3 separate regions of the Zea mays genome follow, and all the other regions are linked to region 2. A link is a contact called in public Hi-C data. All regions are on one chromosome and are shown on one strand. Each heading gives the region's core, a stretch centred on a gene start, on an enhancer-like site or on the middle of the called end of the contact. The rest is flanking DNA. Distances are from core to core; before and after follow the strand shown.

Region 1 (3,494 bases), core at 264-2,763, 190 kb before region 2:
CACCTTTGGCACCTTCGTCTCCGATCCATTTACAATATTAACAGCCGTTGGGTGTTATTTTTTTCCCCAATTCGAACCCCAACTTTACATTATTTGAGGAGACTGGTTTAAAAAAATCTGGGCGAGTTATTTAAAAGATAAAAAAAAATCTAGGCAAGTTATAGGGCTCGAACCCCCAACTTCATGGTTTAAAACCTTGTGCTCCACCAACTGAGCTAGATGGCTTGGTGCCATTTCTTTGCAACAAAACTGTTGATAACACAACCGAGCTCGGCGCCAAGATCTGTGGCGCCGAGCTCAGTGCCACGTCAACGCCACGGCGTCCAGTTTGTGCCAACGCAGCACGTACCTCGGCGCCATAACCTATGGCGCCGAGCTGTGTTACCTCGGCGCGCATAGGCTATGGCGCCGAGGAAAGGGTCCAAAAATGTAATTAAAATTTTCTAGGGTCTAAATGTGTTTTTTTTCCAAAAAATGGCCAAAATACAAAAAATTCGGTCACCTCGACCCCTCTACTCTTTTTTGCAGGATCGTATCCGAGTACCAGATAAGTCAGATAAATTATAAGGCTGGCTCCAGCAGATCCGCTAAAGCGGCCTGTTCGCTACATATAGCGGATATTTTCGTCCGGTACGTCTCCAGCAAGGACTGCTATAGACTCCTGTAAATTTAGCACACGCTTCCACAGACACTAAATGTAGAGTTCCACGGCCACCCGCTAATCCGCTATACACTGTTGCTTACGTACGGTCGCGCGCACTGGTCAAGAAGTGTTGCCTGTTTGGTTTTCGTGTACGTTCGATAGTTTGATATAAAAAATATGTGCAATACAAAGTTTATTTAGAAAACTTTCCTATTTTGTTTTCCTATACATCCGATAGAAAAAAAATAATACAAAGTTTAGCTAGACAATGCAATTTCCTATATTGTGTTATCTTAATTAATTTACCAGACCACTAATTTCGAATTTTAAATACTTAATTTAAATTTAATCTGGATACATACATAATATTTTACAGTTGACAGACAATGCAATGTTGATACAAACTAAATTGAATTAGGAATTTAGTTATCACTGTTGATATAGAGGATCAAATTTAGAGGATATTGTTGGAGATGAGGAAGATATAGAAGACAGAATCTTTTAGAGGGTGCTGTAAAGTACAGAGAATATTTTTTTAGGGGATAAAATTTAGAGAACGTCGTTGGAGACAACCTAAGCAACCCGCTCATAGATTTCGAAGTCCACCACCTCATACACATATGAAAGTCATTTTTTTCTTATTGCTTTTTCAGTCCGTCCCTGAATTGACATCAAAAATTGGGTCAAAAGTTTAGGATAATTAGACTTCTCGGGATTATTTAGATCACAAGTTTGGGATAATCAGACATCTCGGATTCTCGGGGTTTTTTTTAAATTTTTTTTGCACGACACACTTTCTGGTTGAGGCGAGCGGCGGCGGACGGGACGTGACGCGGGACTACAAATCCGCGCGGTCTGGGCCCAGTGCCGTGCGGCCCGGTTTAGGTGCACCAGAAGACAGCGGCACCGCACCGGGCGCAACTACCGCGTCCGTGCCGTGATCCACTCCCCATTGCCCCCCGACCCTCGTGCACGCGCAGAGTAATCGGCTCAGAAACGCAGGCAGCCCAGCCCACGCCGCGAGGAAGCCTGAGGCCGAGAGAGGACTGAGCAAGCGTCCCGCGAGAAACTGGTGTTCCGGACCACCACGCGGATGGGCTCGGGCGACCCGGCGGCCGACCCCCTTTCTTCCTTCCTCCGCCACCCCGGCGCGTTCTCCTTCTCCCGTCGCGTCGCCATGGCGCGCGACGCCACCGCCACATCCGTGCCAGCGCTCCGCCCCTGGATCGTTGACCTCCTCCCGCTCCTCGTCGTCCTCCTCATCGCCGCCCACGTCCTCGCCCTCGTGCGTCCTCCTCCCCTAGCTCTCCTGTTATTGCCACCTGCCGGATAAGATTGGGGTTATGAATTTAGCTTCCCGTTGCAGGGTTACTGGATCTACAGGCTCGCCACGGACGGGTCCAGGCAGCCCGCGCGGAGCAAGAAGCACTAAGGGGACGGCGCCCGCGGCCGGATGTAAGGCAATTCACATCTTGTCTCTCATGAGCTCTGGTGCTTTCAGTGAATGTTAATTATCGGAGAGCGAGGAATTCCTGATTACGCTATTGCTTGCTGCCTGGTGCCCGCTAGGCTCCGGCAGGTGCTCGAGATGCTGATTGCCGAAATGCTACGTTGAGAATAGGGAATTTAGTTATCCTTGACAATTAGCATGTTGGGTGCTAACTCCGATCCGCACATTTTTTGATCTTTTACTCATGTATCACATCAGCACTAGTTCGTTCATCTCAAAAGCGATTTTTTACTCCGTCTGTTCTTTTGTTTATAGGTCGTTTGAGCTTTTCTAGATGCATAACTTTTATTATATATTTATACCTATCATATATCTAGATGCATAGCCAAATCAATGTAAGCTAAAACGACCTATAAATTTATAACTATAATTTGGAACGGAGGGTGTGCTACTTTTTTCCAGATTCTTTTGGTGGCGATTGGTTTGGTGCTTTAGTCCAATTTAACTTTCTTCTTTACGGATAATTCATTTTAGGTTTGGTACCTTGCTTGTTGAGCACTTGTTGAATAAAAAAGGTAAGACTGAACATATCTGATATATATTTGGGGGTCCCTCGGATTTGGATATAGATGCAGTGTATACATCAGATGGTGATACTTTTGGGATGGTACGGTTGGTGGATTAGGATTGCTTTCTTCGTTTCAACTTCAGACTGCAATTATTGAACCCTTTTTAGGAGAACAATTATTGAACCCTGCTCATTTATGTATCTTCTTTTTATCGGTAACTGATTTGTTAAGTTATTTATCAAGTTATCCTGCTAAACATGGGGTTTGTTTGTCTAAACTGTGGAGGCATAAACATGTTTATGTTATATTCATGTTTTGAAGAGAAGTGTTTGATCTTATGAGTGCTTCATATGCTCCCGGTCGTTATTCTTGCATTTGGTATGCATTATGCTGTTGTAAGATAAGTTGATTTTCCTCTCTATCCTCAATTTTTTTTTTATGTTTCTAATCAAATTCTGTTTGATGATTCGGAGAAAAAAACTCCTTTGCAAAGTTCGATGTTTGGTCTGTTGCATTCTTAGGTTGGATAACAGGCAGAACCCATTGTTAACATATATTTTAACTTTCATGCTTACTTCTATGATGGAGTCATGTTGGTATTTAAATAATCAAACATCACAAATCCGTGGTGTACCCAACATTATTCCGTTACTTGAATGAGTATAACATCAGTCGAGCAGTAACCGAGAGCATGTTGCATTGCCTGTTTTCACCTTAATGCTAAAGTCACTGTGTTCTGTTCTTCTACATTGTCTTCTTTAGAAGAGGTCAACAGGAGGGGCTGAGAAAACTGTGTCCGTTCTTTTTTTATATATTAAGCTTGCAGTCCATT
Region 2 (3,901 bases), core at 255-2,754:
CATACGAGTTCCGGACGGCAGTTCCGAGGGCGCGCGATGCCCCCCTTCCCCCCAGGTTGGGTCAGCTCCGCACCGCTAGCTCCGGGCGACGTCACGCATTGGCTGCGCACCGAAGAAATTGCTGGAGTAAATAGGATAGGATTTTTAATATCATTCGTCGGTGCCTTGCCTGCCCACCTCGTCTCGCTTGCTGCGTGCATATGCATGCATGCTTTGCGGTCAAAACTGCCGATCCCGAGGCAATCTTTGAAACCCTGCCACTGATTTCTTCTTGTACTACTCCCCAAGTCCTCCCAGGCTACTACTCCTTAAATGAGACTAAGGCTATCTGCACCGGCGAACCTTAAATGAGACGCTACACAGATCGAGTCATACATATGCAGTAAAAATTTCCTGCAGCGGCTTACTCTATCAAATATGGATAGGCAAAGAAGGCAGGTGTTCTCGTGCGCAAAATGCATCCAGTCGATCCGTTTTATATCCAACGGTGTTATGACATTTTACAAATAAGTCCTCCTATGCTCTCCACGTTGGTGCTGTTCATTAAAAATAGAACACAGCACTGTTAGGTACTGGACGGATGGGTTGAATGTATTTTGCGTATGAGAACACATGACTTGTTTGCCTATAGGATATGCTCTCATATCCAATATATACCGTGAAGTTGAGAGAGACCACGAAAACTTTATTTGCGGCGTCCCCCTTCCGTGCTACTGGAAGCCTAGAGGTGGGAGTGTGGGACCGGATGCGAGGCTGGAGGCAATCGCGGTGGGAGGCCGGTAAGAGTGAGGTGAAATAAATAATAGAATATATGGTAGTTGGTATAAAGCAGAGATTTAAGGTAAAACTCTTACTATAATTTTATAAATAAATATTTAATTTCATGTCGGTAATCGTGCCAAAAAGAGTTTTGATCCATGTAAAACTCTTTTTTTTAACTTAAAAACATTACGTATCATCAACATTATTTTAAAAAACGCTTATGTCTATCAATTATTCGACATGAAACTCTTACTAAAAACTGACCTCACCAAATCATGACCCAACACAACACACGTACGTGACCATCCAAGTACCAACCTCCGAAACAGCGGATGATGTCGCCTTGTCTCTTCCATTCCATTCCCTCGCACATGACAGTCATGCGACGCACCGCGACGACGCCGCAGCGAACGACGCGGGCCAAAACTGGAAACGCCGGCATCGGCGGCAAACGACGGAGAGCGAAACGGACGGTCGTCCGGGGGATCCGGTCCGGCGGGCCCCGCGTCGCGTCGCGTAGCGGGACAGTGACGGGGACGGCAGCATAAATGACGCCAACTGGACACGAAAACGACTAGGATACGCATCGTCGCTACGCTATACGTACGCAAGCAGACGCTCAGCTCCGTTCCGTTCCGTTCCTTTAATTCCTTTCCTTTCCTTTCCTACACGTAGAGCGGCGTGGTGTTGGAGAACGGGGCACTGTGTGCGCGCTGTGCTGTGTCAGAGCCTCCGTTCCGGTTGTACAGTCAAAAAGGCTTGGCCGGATGCAATAGTGCGTGGATCGGTTAACAGTGGTACGGTGGACAGTAGTGTTCGTATGTCGGACGTACTAGACCGTAGGAATACAATGATAGGGTGTCCTGGTAACTTGTCAGGGTCGGCTTGGTTTGCTCCGCGCCAGAGCTGTCTCTCCCCAGACAGAGACAGCGCTCCCAGACAGGCGTCCGATTTTGATCGTCTGGGGCTAAGATATTTTGCTTAGCAGGTAAGTGACTGTGAGTCCGCAAAACAAATAACCCCTTATGTACAGTTTAGTTCACATATTTATAATGTAATAGGTAATTGATAATGTTGGTGAGTTGTTCTCAAATACTATAAGTTAAAAATAAGGCAACATAAAATATTAATGGTTAAAATTCTTCGTCCTTCGAAGCATTATCCTCTGTAAGATATAATGATCTTCAGACGAAGGTCATGAAGGACGTACATTCATCATCGTAGCATATATTAATGAAATAAGAAGCATATGAAACATGAGAAATAACATTAATCCATATGATATTGTTAATATATCTTTACTATATCATCATGAATGAACATAAAAAATATTGAATTACATCTGTACTTTCGGCTTGACAGAAGGTAAAAGTCCAAGCGTGACACACGAATGAATACAAGTCAGCGTGAACATCTATTTATAGACACAGGGCGCAGGCTGTGTAAAATTACATTCATGCCCTTTATGTTTACTATTGACTTAAGGACAATCTATCGAGGACTAGATAGCATTTTCCTCTTTAAGTCGGTTCCTTTTTTTTTTTGCTGCTGAGCCGAAGCTTCCTTGCGCGTAGCTTCGGAACCGGTTCAATATTCGTCCCGACCATGCTTTACATATTGTGTACATCTTCATTACGAGTCCGAAGGTTCCTATAAATATATCACACTTGGAAAACATTGTTAATCATGTTTTTAAGAACCTTCGGAATACGAAGGCCTCCAACAGATAACGTTAAATAATGTTTATTTTAGTATATGTTTTTATTTTAAAAGCATCTTCTGAAAATCATTAGGTCTAAAGAAAATGCTTGGAATAATTTGATTGTACGTTTGCACCATATAAATAAGTAAATAAATAATTGTACATGATGTATGTGTCCTCTGTATATACTGGAGTATCTGACAGGCGGCTACCAGAGCAGCGCACACATGAAAAAACAACCGTCACTGCCGCGCGACAGGAAAGCGTCCTTGCAGAGAACGCTACAGCGACGTCGTATCGTACGTACGTGGTCCTGGCCGGAGCCGGACACGACACGCCCGGACCACGTCCAGCTCCAGCCCCACCTCCACGTCCCGGTCCGACCGAGGGACCCAGGACCGCGAACCAGAGTATTTCTCTTCCGGATGACAGACACCCCCCGTGATCCGCAGCGGCGAAGAGCAGACGCACCGCGCGCCGCCGATCGGCCGATGCGGCCGCGCCACATCAGCACGCAAGCAAACACAGCGCCGCGGAAAGCAGCGGGACGGGGAGGCGTGGGTGGGTGGGGAATACCGCGCGCCCGTGAATTAAGGGTCGCTGTCGGCTGCCGCCGTGGGGCCACGTGCGCTTGGACGGGCCTCGGTTGTCGGGTGACGTCAGCGTAAGGTGGGTCCGGAGACTGTTCATGAGTCAAAGGAGGCTTGCCTTTTGTTCTCGCTGATACTACTGACTACTCAGGTACTCACTCCGGTGTCTGTTAGTTGTCATTGAGACAGTGATATGGTCTATACAATATATTTTTAACTAATTTTTTTATTCAATATAAACAAACTTTTAATACATTTATATTTTTATAGAAATAATTTTAAGATAAATCTGTACGTATAAACATTAGGTTTCAAAACTAAATAATAAAACAGTTATTTGTAATTAAAATTTTATTAATTTGATTCAAAACTTGTTCAAAATGACAACTAATTGGATATCAGAGGGAGTAGTTGAGACTACACGTAAGTTTGGACCGAGCTATTTGGAAAACTCGTTTTGAAAATAAAGAGTCTAAAAGCAACTCCAATAATTTTTTGTAAAAAAAAGCTTCCTAAACTTGTGTTTAACAAGTTGTATAGGATGTGAGGTCGGAGAACAAGGCCGATCAGTATGACATGTGGAACATGGCTATCTCGCTGCACGGGAAAGAGAAAAAATGAGCACGCGTGTGAAGAAATCGACGCCAATTGTGTTTATGGAGTTCCTATTTGTTTACTAAACTTGGAGAGTAAATAGGCTTGATAGCAAATAACCAAATTTAGCAAATATATTTAGAAAACTATTGGAAAACATTTTTCGTTCAATTCTTAAGTTTAAGATTTACGATGTTGTTTCTAGAACTATTAAAGTTGCTCCAAGACTGTCCACAACAATTCTCCTTAAATT
Region 3 (3,430 bases), core at 48-2,547, 160 kb after region 2:
GGGTCTGTTGTCTGAAGCACCGTCGCCGTTACGGCGCGAGAGCACATCTAACGAGGGATTAAAGTAATACTGGCGTGTTAAAATTAATTGCCGGCACAGGTACGATTACGAACAAGTTAAGAGGCTTGATTGCGCTTAGTACATCCATCGCGTAGAGTGGGAACTAAGCTCTGTTCATTAACTAATCCGCGCCCACATAATACAAGACGAAACTGCAGTGGCAAGAGCAGGATATGATTGTATTTTGGATATAAAATAAAAGATGAGGACGAGTTTTTTTTTAACCCGGTGTCTGGAAAAAAATAACCGGACTCGAGTATTGCGACCTTTTCTCTCGGAATCAAAGGAATCGCCTAATACAGCCAAAAAAAAAGCACCGGGAATTTTCGGCACTAAAAAGAGTTGCAGGTTTCCCGTACCAATTATCAGCTGCAATTCATGCCGCTCACGAGCCCCAATCCAAGCAGATTCTCCAAGTTATGAATTCCTAGCTCGTTTTTTTCGAAGAAAAAACATAGAAATCGGATTAAACTACGAGAACGATTCAAAGGCAACGGCTTGCTTAATCTCTCCAAAACCGCCAACATTATGCTGAAATTACATAAAATACATGCCGCGGCGCTGGAAAGGGAGTTATGAACTACGAGACGCCATTTTTAGCCCCGAGCAAACGCAAACGACTCGCCCTGGATAATGAATAGCCCACGAGAATTCCGTGATGAGTTGCAGTAGCAAATGGTTCGAGTGATCTATTAACGATCAACAATACTCGGACTAGAAACACCCGCAGATCCCCAGATTCCACCACCTAGAAGCGTTTGAAACAAGAACAGCTAGCGATAAATACAAAAATGAATACCAGGACAGGAGAAACGATTCGTAGGGAAGCGGGGAGCAAGCGGGCGAGGATAGGGCAAGGGAGGCGCCCTCGCGCGCGGCTTACCAGGATGCGGGCGGCGAGCGAGTAGGACGGGCCGCGTCGCGCGAGCGCGGCGAGCGCAACCTCCGCGGCGGCGTGCTCCGCTTGGCGGAGCGTGGTGAAGAACCCGGGACTCTCGAACTGCTCCCCGTTGAAGTTCACCGCCGCCTTGAACCGCGGCGCATGGTCGGGCCCCTCCCGCAGGCACGTGTAAGAAGGCAGGTTGAAGCAGCTCCGCTGCGCCAGCTCCTGCAGCTGATTCTTGTACATGGCCGCCGACCACCGCCTCGAGCTCCAGCGTTACTCCGAGTGCCGGCCGCCGTGGCCGGAGATGGCGACCCCGGAAGATCTACCGGCTACGAGAAGAGGTGTTTAGGGAGAAGAGTGAAGTGGTGCGGGTGGAACCAGAGGGAGCTTATTATATTTTTTTTTTCTGTTTCATTTTTGGAAGATTTTAATGCTACTCGCTGCCTACGGTTACTAGGCAGGCCGATGACAGCTGGGGACCCACAAGCGGCACGTTCGTTCGTAGGTTCGGGTTTTGTTTTTCGAGCGACACCTTTTTTTTCTATCTCTATATCTTTTTTCGATAAGCTTCAGTACATTCTTTATTAAATTCTTAACAAATGAAGGGAACGATTGCTTGCTGTGCAATGAGAAACTGGTGTACAAGCGTACGAGCTGAGGCCCCGACAATACAATGGGCTAAACTTTATTCCCGACAAGCGTACTAATAAAAAATGTTAAATAGTCCAATTACAAACAAAATTATACTCCATCTCTCTCTCAAAATAAAATTCAATTTAACTTTTTAGTGGATACGTACAATACTTATATATATGTGTCTATAATTATTATCATACAGTTAAATATAACATAAAAACTAAGAGATAAAACAAATATTATTTTAAAACAGAGAAAGTATACATAAGGACTAAACGGTAAGACGAATTTATTAAATCTATTTAATACATATAATGCTATAGTAAACATTTGTTAATCATCGATAGATTATGGTTAATAAATTATATCATCGTTAATCTTCATCTATGTAATTAGTTTTGATAATTAGATTATACTTAATATTTGTAATTGTCATTTAAACACCGATGTGACACTAACTAAATTTTAGTCAAAAAACCAAACACCCTTTGAGTTTCTTTAACTTTTAGATCGTGATTCAACCGTATGTCATATTTAACACTTAAGTCCTCTCACCATTAACTTACATAACTTTATCAAAATAAATCCCAACAAAAACTATGGTTACATCTACAGTTAGATCATTATCTAAAGGTTTATAACTCTTATTTGTATGTTTATCTGCATACACAACGGAAGCACAACGGTCATTCTCGTAAATGAATCCTTTACAAATAGGACTAGTTTAGCATGTTGTAGGAGAAATTTAGAGTCGTGTTGTCTCAAATAACATAAAACAAAACGGGGTCATCTAGAAATTCAGTTAAAAAGTGAGATCGAGCCAAAAATAGCGACGTCTTTCGAGTACACCTAGTCTTAGGCCGGATCCAATACTACAGGCTTATATATACCGCCATCACACTATTGATCATTTATCTATCACAACTTTTCAACGTACAACCTTTACCATAAGCCTACAGTCACATTAGTCCCATGGTAACTTTTATTCTACATACGCATATACACAATGAAACAGACTTTTAATTCAAATAAAGTATGGAAAAGAGGGAAACATCAAAAATACATATCACATTAAAAACTACAAAAATATAAAGTTCATTATATTTAAAAACAATAAAAGTACAAAGTTCTTATACAATGTGATGACCACAACAGTATCCAATAATTGGTTTCTATTGTAGCACATGGTGTTCTTAGTTTGGTTGAAAGGGCGAATCATATGGTACAATAGAAACCAGTTCTTAGATTGTCGGTATCCTGAATCAGGGGTACCCCTTACTATAGTATGAAGACACGATACCCGCGCGGCTATCCCTAGTCACGCGTTGAACAACACCCGACCCCTCCACGTGGGCGACTCCGGGGCCGCCACGTGGTCAAAGGAGACGATATACTCCAAGGTGGCAACAGTGGGTCCGGACCCCCACAAGGAAGTATCGGACCCCTGGATGCGCTGCCTGGACCTCCGGGCGAGGTTCAGGATCTCCACAGGTACAAACCAGACCCCTGGGATGGGTCTCGGACCCCTCAGGGAGGGGGGTCCGGGCCACTCACAGCAGGGTCCCGGGATTCCAAGGCAAAGAATACCCAAGCCTTAATCAAGGCCAGGCGGGGGTCCGGTGCTGACATGTGTCCGGACCGTACCGCGTGCGCTCCCATTCCCTGCTCAGGCGGAGACCCGATGCTGCCACGTGGCTGTTGCCCGTGTCGTAAGCCAGCGGGCGGAACCAGACGTAAGGCCTCTGAGCCGCGCGGCCTCTGCATTTATTGCGGAGGAGGCGCGCCGCCTGTCAAACTGGCAGGTGATGTGCCGCCTCAGCATTAAATGTGCCATGTCTACTCCACTGA

Evidence for each region. Hi-C and Micro-C count contacts between places; a contact is called where the count stands out from the background.
Region 1: a contact with region 2 is called in a Hi-C map of ear, with 2.4 times the contacts expected there. The contact joins the promoter of LOC100278729 here to the enhancer-like site in region 2. A contact is called at or near these places in 4 of 25 Hi-C or Micro-C datasets (bundle sheath, ear, endosperm and 1 more).
Region 3: a Hi-C map of ear shows a contact between it and region 2, with 2.1 times the contacts expected there. The contact joins the promoter of LOC100502483 here to the enhancer-like site in region 2. A contact is called at or near these places in 2 of 25 Hi-C or Micro-C datasets (bundle sheath and ear).

Annotation. Positions count from the first base shown.
Region 1 is chr5:29,264,211-29,267,704 of Zm-B73-REFERENCE-NAM-5.0, reverse strand. It overlaps LOC100278729, which reads left to right and starts at 1,513. Exons shown (of 4, transcript XR_002262214.3): 1 at 1,513-1,928; 2 at 2,010-2,098.
Region 2 is chr5:29,072,929-29,076,829 of Zm-B73-REFERENCE-NAM-5.0, reverse strand. No RefSeq gene overlaps it. Among protein-coding and RNA genes, the nearest start is that of LOC111589414, 4.8 kb to the left of the region's middle. Within about 2 kb of position 1,504, at least 18 of the 20 cell types and tissues checked have an H3K27ac peak or open chromatin away from gene starts, as enhancers often do. A contact at or near this core is called in bundle sheath, ear, endosperm and 1 more, where this site is marked.
Region 3 is chr5:28,908,937-28,912,366 of Zm-B73-REFERENCE-NAM-5.0, reverse strand. LOC100502483 (Double-stranded RNA-binding protein 2) reads right to left here and starts at 1,297. Exons shown (of 3, transcript NM_001196961.1): 1 at 944-1,297. The coding sequence starts at 1,189.